Linked DNA regions of Macaca mulatta: region 1 is linked to region 2. A link is a contact called in public Micro-C data. All regions are on one chromosome and are shown on one strand. The core of a region is the stretch at or near the end of the contact, and the rest is flanking DNA. Distances in the headings are between cores, read along the strand shown.

The links. Hi-C and Micro-C count contacts between places; a contact is called where the count stands out from the background.
Region 1: a contact with region 2 is called in a Micro-C map of CD4 T cells, with 5 times the contacts expected there. The contact joins the promoter of ZNF829 here to the promoter of ZNF568 in region 2. A contact is called at or near these places in 2 of 14 Hi-C or Micro-C datasets (CD4 T cells and cortical neurons).

Annotation. Positions count from the first base shown.
Region 1 is chr19:48,132,097-48,138,427 of T2T-MMU8v2.0, forward strand. ZNF829 (zinc finger protein 829) reads right to left here and starts at 3,286. Exons shown (of 7, transcript XR_013410592.1): 1 at 3,035-3,286; 2 at 1,996-2,053; 3 at 340-466; 4 at 1-31. All of the region lies in intron 1 of ZNF875 (zinc finger protein 875), which reads left to right. ZNF568 (zinc finger protein 568) reads left to right here. Exons shown (of 11, transcript XM_077982520.1): 5 at 4,154-4,492; 6 at 4,604-4,673.
Region 2 is chr19:48,062,924-48,069,097 of T2T-MMU8v2.0, forward strand. ZNF568 (zinc finger protein 568) reads left to right here and starts at 2,509. Exons shown (of 11, transcript XM_077982520.1): 1 at 2,509-2,623; 2 at 3,967-4,041. All of the region lies in intron 1 of ZNF875 (zinc finger protein 875), which reads left to right. It also overlaps a transcript of ZNF790 not described here and a transcript of ZNF345 not described here.

The DNA.
Region 1 (6,331 bases), core at 2,036-4,535, 70 kb after region 2:
GAGATCACAGCTGGCTTAGAATTGGAAAGTCCTGCTCACAAGAAAAGACATGGGACATGGTTATGCTCTGGGCTCCCCAGAAATCAGATCGAGTCCCTTAGTGATCAAAGAAGAGATGACATTACAAGAAGGACCAGAGAAAGATGGAGAAGATGAAGCTTCAGCCGCAGCCCATTGGAGCTGCCCACTTCCAACTCTTCCATTCTATTTCAACTCAAACCATTCCTTAGGGAAGAGGGAGCAGAAATTCAGCTGGTTACATGAAGCAAATAATTCACAGTGGAGAAAGGAGACATTTACAAGGGCAGACTCTGAATTTTGGGGAATAGTTATCCTTACCCACTGAAACCAGGTTGCTGAAATTCTCCAACATTACTTCTTTGTATAAATTCATCTGACCAGAGTCCAGGCATTCCCATTCCTCTTGAGAGAAGTCTATGGACACATCCCTGAACATCACTGACCCCTGAAACAACAAACATGCTTTCACAATGGAAGGAGAAAAGAAAAAGATGGTGGTAGAGGTGGCAAGAAAGGACAGAGTAAGCAAAATTAAAGGGGGTGAATCCTATCATATCAGAAGATATATGTCCTGTGTACAAAGGGATGTACAAGTAGGCTGGACTTTTCCAGTGATAGGAAACAGCATGCATTCAGTTCAATTAGTGAGTTTCTTCCCCCTCCCCACTTTCCCTTTATGCCCCAAGAGACAGGAAAATGGGAGGAGCTTTCAAACACATCTCATAATACTTGGAGTAAAAATTCAGAATATCAGGGCAAAACAAAAATGAAAGTTCGGGCCGGGCGCGGTGGCTCAAGCCTGTAATCCCAGCACTTTGGGAGGCCGAGACGGGCGGATCACGAGGTCAGGAGATCAAGACCATCCTGGCCAACCCGGTGAAACCCCGTCTCTACTAAAAAAAAATACAAAAAACTAGCCGGGCGAGGTGGCGGGCGCCTGTAGTCCCAGCTATTCCGGAGGCTGAGGCAGGAGAATGGCGTGAACCCGGGAGGCGGAGCTTGCAGTGAGCTGAGATCCGGCCACCGCACTCCAGCCTGGGTGACAGAGCGAGACTCAGTCTCAAAAAAAAATGAAAGTTTCTAAAAGCTTCTAGGAAGAAAAGACAGATGACATAAGTTTTCAGGAATCAGAATGGCAATAGACTTCTCAATAGCATCATTTGAAACAAGAAAAAAAACAAGTAATTCCTTTAATATTATAAAGGAAAATAAATTCTGAAATAGAATTCTATCTCCAATCAGATTACTAAGCCACTATGAAGATTAAATCAAGACAATTTGAAATCTGCAGGGAATGATAAAAGTATTTCCAATGTGGCTTTTCTTAGGAAGCTACTGGGCTACATGTTCCATCAAAACTAGGGAGTAAATTAGGAAAAAGAAAAGGTACTATATTAAGACACTGGAAAACTAACATGAAAATGGTGATGAAAGTGCCAGTATAATTATAAAAGGCAAATCCTAGAACACCATCCAGCAGCAGACTGAGAGAACAGCATCTAGGAACATAAGAAGTGAGGACTATAGGAAAGACATCTCCAAAGAAAACTAAGGAGCTAGTATGTTTGATCATGCAGAAAATATCGACAGGCAACTGACAGCAATGTTAGAGAATTTGAAAATGATTACGTGGGATCATATTTATGACACTTTTTTTGTAAAAATGTAAACATCAAATGGCAAATGAAACAAAATTTGGTTCTTGACTAATAATGAAAACACATTAAAATATTAACACTAGTTATCTGAGTGGTCAAATTTTATTTTTTCCTGGTAATACTGTATTTTTGAGATCTCTAAACTAATCATCCTTTTATTTTTAAATCATAATAAATATTTGAGAAGAAAATTCAGCAAGCATAAGTGGAGCAACCATCCTTTTCTGTGATGGGAAAATTATAGGGACCTAGAATTAAATGACATTCCTTTATTAAGCAAGAATTTTCAGAAGAAAAAGAAGAAACCCCAACACACCTTGGATACTGCTTGTAGAAGTTCATCATGCATTCTTTCCGCCTCTTCTTGGTGACACCTGGAGAAAGGTAAAATTGGGAGAGGGAAGAGTAACTGTGAGACACCAGGTTTTTCTTGGTACCCAAATTAGTCAAGTAAGCGGTCTTCCCCAGCCCCATTACCCACCACACATGGGGAATGGAGATCCGAGTAGAATGGGGCATCCTGTCCAATTCCAGTGGCTCAGGGGAAAGGCTGTGTTCACTGCTGTCCAGGGTTCGAATCTGACCACCAGACCTCAGAGAGGTTTCCTAGAGACAGAGCTCTGGAGTCACAATCGCACAGTTGACGGGACCTCATACTCATACACAGAATGCCACATACAGTTAGGGACAGTCACACTTAAATCAAGGCGACATGCACGTCTCACCTGCACACACGGAGCCACACACGGCAACACAGTTACAATCACATACACACCATAGGAAACACAATTACAGCTGCACAATCGTAGGCACCCCACACTGTCGCAGTCACAATCACACATCACCACGGGTACACACAGCCACAACCCCTCCAGTGACAGGTATCCCATATCCGCACATAAGCCGCAGTGTTATTATCTCCCAGACAATTCCACAGCCTCCCCTCTTTTTTGGAGGGGTGGGGACAGAGTCTCGCTCTGTCGCCAGGCTGGAGTGCAGTGGCGCGATCTCGGCTCACAGCAACCTCCGCCTCCCGGGTTCAAGTGATTCTCCTGCCTCAGCCTCCTAGTATCTGGGACTACCGGCGCGCGCCACCAAGCCCAGCTAATTTTTGTATTTTTAGTAGAGATGGGGTGTCACCATGTTGGCCAGGATGGTCTCGATCTCTTGACCTCGTGATCCGCCCGCCTTGGCCTCCCAAACACAACCTCCCCGTTTCAGGCAGCTCTGCCCACACGGGCCCAAGGCGCCAGCTCCCCACCAGCCTTCGGTATCCTCAACTAAGCCCTTTCCAGTCATCCCGGATGGGAACTTGCAGACCTGAGCCAGTTCTCCCGGGGACCAAAATATCTCACCTCCCAGATCTAAGAGTCCCGCCAGGAGTGACGAAACGTTCGAATTCCTGCGAGAAAAGTGGCAGGCCACCAGGCCCTCTGGGAAATGTAGTCCAGAGCGGGACCCACGCCGATTCCTGTCAGCTCCTCGCCTGGGCCCACCCGAAACGGCTGCTCCCTCAACTCTCAACATCCAGCTGAGCCTCAGAGTTGCGGGTGGCTGTAGCGCTGGGCAATGGAGATGAGCCTCCCCGGGAACCTGGCCCACGCCTCACTCTCACACAGGAAACGCAGACGTGTTCTGGCCGGATGTTGAGTGGGGCCGCGGGGCCTGCTGGGAGGTGTTGTCCTCGGAAACGTCGCGGACGTGGAGGGATGGTTCGGGGCTTTAGGCGTCTGTTCCACACCTATCTGTGGGTCCCCTTCACCCAGAATCTCAGAAACTGCGCGTGGGATGAACATTCGGGTGTTTCCGGCAGGTGACGCTGCCAAGTCCCCGCTGCAGGGGGCGAGCAAGGGACTCGCGGCTGACGGGACACGGAGCCACTTAGGCCCAGAGTGTCCCGAGTAGCGGCAGTGGGGAGTGCTCAGGGTACGCTACTGGTAAGTGGTTGCAGTTGTTGGGACAGAAAACTGTGAAGGGAGTTAGTGTGGGTGTGTGGTTGTGTGTGTGAGTGTGACGGCACGAATGATTGTGATGGGGTGATTGTGATGTTTGGTTGCGCGTGATTATGATGAAATGTGTGATATGTGTGTGATTGTGATTAAGGCTCTAGTGAGTGTGAGCGTGGCGAAGTGTGCGTGATTGTAATATGTCTAGTAGTTCTTGTCTTGAGCTGGCTTCTCTGTAGCATTTGGCATAGTTGATAACGACTTGAAAAACACTTATTTGTTTTTTACTGGTCCTCTCTCCCTGTTGGCCACTCCTCTCCTTTGCTGTCTTTTTTACCCTAGTAGTCCTTGACCCTACAATTTGTAGTTTTCCAGTATTCCTTGGTGAACTTTTCAGGTTCATTATTCTCTTACGACTTGCTGCTTTTATGTATATTAGTTAGCTATTGCCATGATAATAATGATGTCTAAAAACCACCCCTGAACTCAATGCCATACAACAGCAAGTCCTTATTCTCCTGTTCACAGGCTGGCGCGTTGACGGTGTTCAGCTGATCTAGGTGGGGCTTGGCTGAGTGGATAGGCTGCGCGACGAGTTAAGATCTGCTCCGCATCTGTTCTTTCTGGATCTCAGGCCAAAAGCACATTTATTGCCAGGGCATGCTCTGCTCATGATGGGTCACCGGAGCACAAGAGAGATTGCCTTAACCAGAACAAGTCACATGGCTAAGCCTAAAATCAATTATGCCCACAATTGGAGGGCAAAGTTACCTTCCAAAGAGTATGAATATATAATCTATTAGAGGGGGTGAGGAATTGGACTAAAATTCCAGTCTACCACCTTAAGAAACATACCTCTTTATCCTGGTGAGTGCCTTTTAGTCCAGGTTCGCTTTTGTCTGATAATATTGCTTTTCAAGTTTTATTGTATTTCTTAAGAATTTCATTTTCTAACCCCTTTGTGTCTTTATGTTTCAGATTTGTGTCTTGTGAGGAGCATATTGCTGGGTTTACATCCGTTTATCCCGTTTGACTGTTATTTTAATAGGTGAGTATAATTCAGTGGCATTTATCATGATTGCTCGTATAAACGTTTTATTTTCTATTTATTATGCCTTAAACATTTTTGAGTGACATATAATAGTTGCACATATATCTTTTTTTATTGGGCAAATTCACCTTATCCCTTTTTCTCCCCTACTTTGGTTTCTGCTATTATCCTTCTATTTTTAATATGCATACTTAACAAAACTCAACCTTAAGACTTTAAAATACTTGAACTCCAAAATATCCGCCAATTTCTGTGTTATTCTTGTCTGGTATATTATTTTCTTCTAGTTTTTGTTGTTGTTGTTTTGTTTTGTTTTGTTTTTTGAGACGGAGTCTCGCTCTGTCACCCAGGCTGGAGTGCAGTGGCACGGTCTCGGCTCACTGCAACCTCTGCCTCCTGAGTTCAAGCGATTCTTCTGCCTTAGCCTCCGGAGTAGCTGGAACTACAGATGTGCCACCACACAGCTGATTTTTTGTATTTTTAGTAGAGACTGGGTTTCACTGTGTTAGCCACCGTGTTAGATCTCCTGACATCGTGATTTGCCCACCTCAGCATCCCAAAGTGCTGGGATTATAGGCGTGAGCCACTGTGCCTGGCCTTCTCTTCTAGTGTTAAAGCCCCAAATTAGTAGTAGTAGCCCATTTATTCTATATACGGTTCATATCCAGGAGGGGTTGGTTTCAGGACCCCTCCATGGATACCAGAATGCACAGATGCTCAAGTCCCTACATCCTTCTGTATACATTAAATCATCTCTAGATTATTTGTAATACCTAATACAATGTAAATACTATGTAAATCATTGTTACACTTTATTGTTTAGGGAATAAGAAGAAAAAAATCTGTACTGTACATGTTCAGTACAGACACAACTATCGTAGGCCTAACTATATTTTTTATCTGAGGCTGATTGAATCTGAGGATGCAGAACCCGTGGATAAGGAGGACCAACTGTATACATATATATATATTCAGTTGTGGTAAAATATACAACGTAGAATTTACCATCTAAACCATATTTAAGTGTACAGTTCAGTGACATGAAGTACATTCACATTGTTATGGTACCATCACCACCATCCATCCACAGAACTCTTCTTCTTGCAAAACAGAAACCCAGTACCTATCAAACAATAACTCTCTATCCCCCGCTTTCCCCCGGCCTATGGCATCTGCCATTCTACTTTCTGTCTCTGAATTTGACTATTCTAGGTACTTCATATAAGCAGAATCATATGTTGTTTGTCCTTTTGTGACCCTGATTTAACTTAGCATAATGTCCTCAAGATTCATCCATATTAGCATGTATTGGAATGTCCTCCTTTTTTAAGGCCGAATAATAAGTATGTCATATATGGATAAACATTTTGTTTATCAGTTTATTCATCATTGGATACTTGGGCTGCTTCTACCTTTTGGCAATTGCAAGTGACACTGCTACAAACATGGGTATACAACTGAGTCCCTGCTTTCAATTTTTTATATATACATGTGGTAATGTCTGTTTTTCATCTTTGATTGTCATAGTGTTTTTGATAATGACTGAACCATTTTATCAGCATATTTTTGAGCACCTACTATCAATATCAAAAACAGACAAAAATAAGTCCTTGTTTTCCTGGAGTTTATGTTGTGGGGGGTGGGTGGACAGTATA
Region 2 (6,174 bases), core at 1,259-3,758:
CCCTTCAGTACCTTCTGACAAGTGGGGACACAGCATTCCTCCCCTCTGGAGGATGCAGCAACAAGGTCCTACCTTGGAAGCAGAGATCAGACCTAGCAGACACCAATCCTGCTGGCATCTCGAACTTCCCAACCTCCAGAACTGTGGGAAATAATTTTCCGTTATTTACAAATTACTTAGTCTCAGGTATTTTGCTATAGAAGTACTAAGGGACTAAGACACTTCAGTTCCTGAAATAGCACCAGAGTAATAAATGTGAAAGATGTCTTTATTGTTCATAACCAATCCCTTTCAACCACAAGGGAGTTAATGAGGTGATGTTGGGAAAGCCCCTACATAACCACAGGATAGGGCAACCAAACATGTGATGAGAAGGTTGGAAAGTTCTGCCCTACCCGGTGACTTCTGGGGAAAGGAAAAGGGTTGAAGGTTGAACTCATCACCAATCGCTGCTGATTTAGTTAATCATGCCTACGTAATGAAGCCTCCATAAAAACACAAAGGGCTCTGTTCAAACAGCTTATTTCCCAGACCTCCCACAGGCATTTAATTTTTTCTGTTCTTTAGGAGACATTGGTGGGGTAAACATACAAAAATGTGATTGCCTCATTCAACCAAGAGTCTTAGCCACAATTAAAAGATATTCAGACGGAGCTGCACAGGAATGTGATGTTGGAGAACTAGAGCAACAGAGCCACATTAGGTATAGATCGCTTCCCTGTATAGTCCAAATTTTGTTGTTTTTGTTTTTTGGGTCTTTGTTTGTTTTGTTTTAAGGAGTGGAGAGTTTAATAGGCAAGAAGGAAGGGAGAAGACAGTAGGAAGAAGTTCCCCCATACAGAGATGGGGTGTGGGGGTGGGAGGGGCTGCAAATCTCAGTTCACAGCAACCTCTGTCTCCCAGGTTCAAGCCATTCTCCTGCGTCAGCCTCCCTAGCAGCTGGGATTACAGGCACACACCACCATGTCTGGCTAATTTTGTATTTTTAGTAGAGATGGGATTTCGTCATATTAGCCAGGCTGGTCTTGAACTCCTGGCCTCAAGTGATCCACCCGCCTCGGTTTCCCAAAGTGCTGGGATTACAGGAATGAGCCACTGCACTCATGCTTTTCTTTCTTTCTTTCTTTCTTTCTTTCTTTCTTTCTTTCTTTCTTTCTTTCTTTCTTTCTTTCTTTCTTTCTTTCTTTCTTTCTTTCTTTCCTTTCTTTCTTTCTTTCTTTCTTTTTCTTTTTCTTTTTTTTTTGTAGAGAGTATGCTGTTCAGGCTGGTCTCAAACTGCTGGGCTCAAGTGATCCTCCTGCCTCAGCCTTCCAAAGTGCTTGGGATCACTAGGCATGAACCACCATGCCCAGCCTTTCCTGCCATTGTTAAAAGCTTCAGGATTAGATTTTACGTCAGCATTTCCTGTTGTCATATACTTCCCGCCATCATATTTCAGCAACCTCTGCCACCTCCCAAAGTTTCTAGCTTAAAGAGTTATTGATTTCCTCCTAGTTCCCCTTTCTGTCAGTTTTTTAATTTTATATTTGTTTTCAAATAAGTCATCACATTGATTTTAAAAATTTAAACAAGATTATAGTGAAAAAAGGAAGTTTCCCTTTCACAATTTATCTTCCCCATATGCATAATGACGGGTTTTTTTTTAAAAACTACTTTGAGTACTCATACTGATTTTGTTTTCTAGTTCAAAAGAAATGTCTGAATGTTAAATGTTTACATAAAAATGCTATTTTATTATATCAATAATGGAGCTTCCCCCCTTTGAAATTGCTGCTCCAGGAAGATACAAACTTATCACAATTTAAAGAGAAAATGAGACTTGGAGGTTCAGATTCCTCCACAGTCACAGTATCAGCTACCCATGCAGTGACCCACATTTAGGTGATTACACACATTCACACACAGATCCATACACGATCTTGCCCCCAGCCTCCACACACTCCATATGACCTCCCCACCCGCAAAGGTGCACACATCTTGACCTCACCTTTCTCACACATGCACCAATCTTACTGGCACGCGGTTTCTTTCACTCAACTACCCAGACACCCCTCATCTCACCAGCACAAGCAGTCCCACCGCAGTCTTACACACACTCGAGCCTTCCTTTGCCCAGTCTCGCATGCGTGACTGGGATCGCAGATTTGTCCCCTTCCGACTCCCCATCCTGATTCGGTCTCAGACGCTCAGGTCCCATATTGGAGTGCACTCTCCCGGCTCCTCCACACGCTACGCAGCTGCCCGCCTCAAGAGCGTCTGCGTGCTTCCAGCATTAAGTGGAATTCCGAGCAGCCTCCGGGGCACAGTTAGTCTAGTCACTGCGGCCAGACTCCCGCCTCAGGACCCAGAGGACGCAGCCCACTTACTTTGGCTGGGCCCATCCAGTCTCCGGCGAGGCTTGGACTACGTTTCCCAGGAGACCTTGCGGTCCAGTATGTCTCCCGGGGAGGGGCGGAAGCCCGGGAGCCGCCCTCTGAGGCTGGGCGGGGTGAAAGAAAACTTGCTCCAGAGGAGTTAAACAGGCAAGAAGGACTTGGTTGAAGACTGTTGCAATAGTCAACTTCCAATACAACAGCAGCTGGAGATTTATAACTAACGGGCTGGGTGAAGGAATTAAAGCATGGTAAATTACTAAGAGGAACTCAAGTATCAAGGGTGGGGGGATTGTTGCTAAACTGGCTTAGCTGGATTCTTGCTGAAGTGGGGTTCGCAGGCTATGGAGGAGGTCTGGCCAAACAAAAAGGGCTCAGAGGAGCCTGACTAAAGCTTGGTCTAGGGAGTCCTTGTCAGGTGAGACTCCCGGAAGGCTCCGATGGGCAGCTCACCCCAAATATTTAGTTTTGTTGGTGCCAGATTCCGCGCCACAGGAATCGGGATGGCTGGGCTGTAGCTTTCGGCAACCTGTCGCTTTCTGGACTACACTTCCCAGAAGCCTCTAGGCTCAGGGCTCTCTCCCGCGATAACTAGATAGTCTCTTGAGGAGTGGGCGGGATCTTCCCGCGGGTTTGGGCTGGCGGCCTTGGGGCTTTGTGAGATAGCTGGGGTCGGCTTGTTTGGATTCTAGTGGAGTGGAGCTGACCCTACCCGAACACGCGTAAGTGAGGCTGCTCGGAGCCTGGGGCGAGAGGAACTCCCGACCTGTGTGGGCTGCGTAGGGAGCAGGCTAAGGAGCGATTGTGAAGAGTGTGTACGGTTGTGACTGGGGGTGTCTCTATGGTGGGCGTGTATCTGTGCGACCGTGTATGGAACTGTGAGGGCGGGGAGGACTTTTTGTTTCTGTTTGTGCGGGTGTCAGTGGAGTTTAATTGTGACCGGGTTGGACACTGTGTTTGCGAGTGTGAGGTTCCTGGACCGCGGTTGTGACTGTGTGTCCCCTTGGCGTGTGTGTGTGTTTGTTACCATTTGCGGAACTGTGTGTAGTATGCCTTGTGAGGTTTGTGGCTGCTTCCGTGTGTGTGTGCGCGCGCGCGTGTTGGTGATATTGTTGATGTAGGGTGCGTGTGACTTTGTTGTCATTGCGACCCCAAGGTGTATGTCGCTGGGATTTTGAGTGAGAGATGTCCACGGACTCTGCAGTTGTGTCCGTGTCTGCCCCCGTGGTGTGTGTGAGTGTGTGATTGTGTGACCATGTGCAGCCTGTTGTGTTTAGGTTTGGGGTGCCTGTGACGTTTATGTCCCCATGATGTGAGTGAGTGAGTTTGTGTGACTATGTGTCTATATAGCCAATGTAGGTATGGGGAGTCTCTGTCTTTGTGACTTCAGCCACTGGAGACCTCTGTGAGCTCAGAAACAGATTCTGCCCAGAACGGCATTGACCCTGCCCGGATTGAGCAGGATGTCCTAGACTTCTTTGACTTTACTCTGTAGGTGGTGGGCAGTAGGGTAGCCAAGATAACTTCTGACATAGTCAAACCGGATCTCTCTCAGAAGAACCTGATGTTTCCTGACTCCTTTCTCCTTCCTCAGCTCTGCCCTGCTTGGATAGAGACCTCCGGAGAGGAGTAAAGAATGACTGTTGAACATCCTCAAGGCACCTGCAAGGTAGCTTGTCCTTTCCTCTTGTTTCCTGAAATCCCTTTTTCTTTGTCAGGACATAGTTGCTTTCCTTCTCTTGAAAATTCTTGCTTATCAGATGACCTGATCCCTGGAATTTCCCTTTTGAGAAAATGTGGTGTCTTCAAACCCCACCTCCAACACCGGATTTTCTCTTACTAATTTGTCAGACAATTTTAATTTTTCTTTTTTTTTCCTCTCTCTTTCTTTTATTTATTTATTTTATTTTTTTTTTGAGACAGAATCTGGCTCTGTCGCCCAGGCTGGAATGCAGTGGTGCGATCTTGGCTCACTACAGCTTCCACCTCCCGGACTCAAGCAATTCTCTTGTCTCAGCCTCCCGAGTAGCTGGAATTACAGGCATATGCCACCAAGCCCGGCTAATTTTTCTATTTTTAGTAGAGACAGGGTTTCACCTTGTTGCCCAGGTTGGTCTTGCACTCCTGGGCACGATCTATCCGCCTGCCTGAGCCTCCCAAAGTGCTGGGATTACAGGTGTGAGCCACCGCACTCGGTTTTAATTTTTCTTTATGCTATCTTTTTAAAAAATGTGATTTCTTTCAGATTATAAAAGTAAAACATGATTGTTTTAAATAATTTCAAAAGGACAGAAATCCCTGATGTAGAAAATTTATATATGCACATAAAACATAATTGAATTCATGCAGCATTTGCCATTTTATATCCTACATTTTCACATAAAATTATTTTCCCACATAGTATATTTTGAAAATATTTTTAGAGATCCATAACATTTATTTGAATGCCAACAGCTTTTTTCTTCAAATTCGGTAAAGAAATGGGACCCACTTGTGCAGTTTAATAAGTAAAACACCCACTTGTTCAGCTTAACAAGTAAAATACAGGCCGGGCGTGGTGGCTCAAGCCTGTAATCCCAGCATTTTGGGAGGCCGAGACGGGCGGATCACGAGGTCAGGAGATCGAGACCATCCTGGCTAACACGGTGAAACCCCGTCTATACTAAAAAATACAAAAAACTAGCCGGGCGAGGTGGCGGGCGTCTGTAGTCCCAGCTACTGGGGAGGCTGAGGCAGGAGAATGGCGTAAACCCGGGAGGCGGAGCTTGCAGTGAGCCGAGATCCGGTCACTGCACTCCAGCCTGGGCGACAGAGCAAGACTCCGTCTCAAAAAAACCAAAAAACCAAAAAACAAGTAAAATACCAACTTGTGCAGTTTAACAAGTAATTATAAAGATCCATGTAAGGGGTACCCAGATCAATAACTAGAATACATCCATCACTGAAGAAGCCTCTACTCTACTCCTCCACAGTCACAAACAACACTGTGCTTCTGTGATGATAACCACTGTGGTCATTTCTTTGCCCTTCATTAGAGCTTTAGTACCTATGAATTAATCCCAAAGGCATAGAAGTGCAATTTTTGTTTGTTTTCTAACTTTGTATGAATAGACATTCTTTTGTTTCTTTTTTTCACAAAAGACTACATAATAAAAGTGACAGTTAATTTTTTTTTTTTTTTTGAGACAGGGTCTTGCCCTGTCACCCAGGCTGGAATGCAGTGGCGAGATCTCGGCTCATTGCAATCTCTGCCTCTTGGGTTCATGCGATTCTCCTCACTCAGCCTCCAGAGTAGCTGGGATTACAGGCACGTGTCACCACACCCGGCTAACTTGTGTATTTTCAGTAGGGACTGGGTTTCACCATGTTGGCCAGGCTGGTCTCGAACTCCTGACCTCTGGTGATCCACCCTCCTCAGCCTCCCAAAATGCTGGGATTATAGGCAAGAGCCACTACACCCAGCTAACAGTTCATTTTTTATTGCTATATGTATACTATCCCATTATATGGACATACTATAATTTACTTACCTTCTACTCTTTTTTGTTTGTTTTTGAGACGGATTCTCGCTCTATTGCCCAGGCTGGAGTGCAATGGCACGATCTTGGCTCACTGCAACCTCCGCCTCCCGAGTTCAAGTGATTCTTCTGCCTCAGCTTCCCAAGTAGCTGGGATTACAGGTGTGTATCACCGGGCCTGGCTAATTTTTGTATTTTTAGTAAAGATGTGGTTTCACCATGTTGGCCAGGCTGGTCTTGAACTCCTGACCTCAGGTGATCTGCCTGCCTCAGCATCCCAAAGT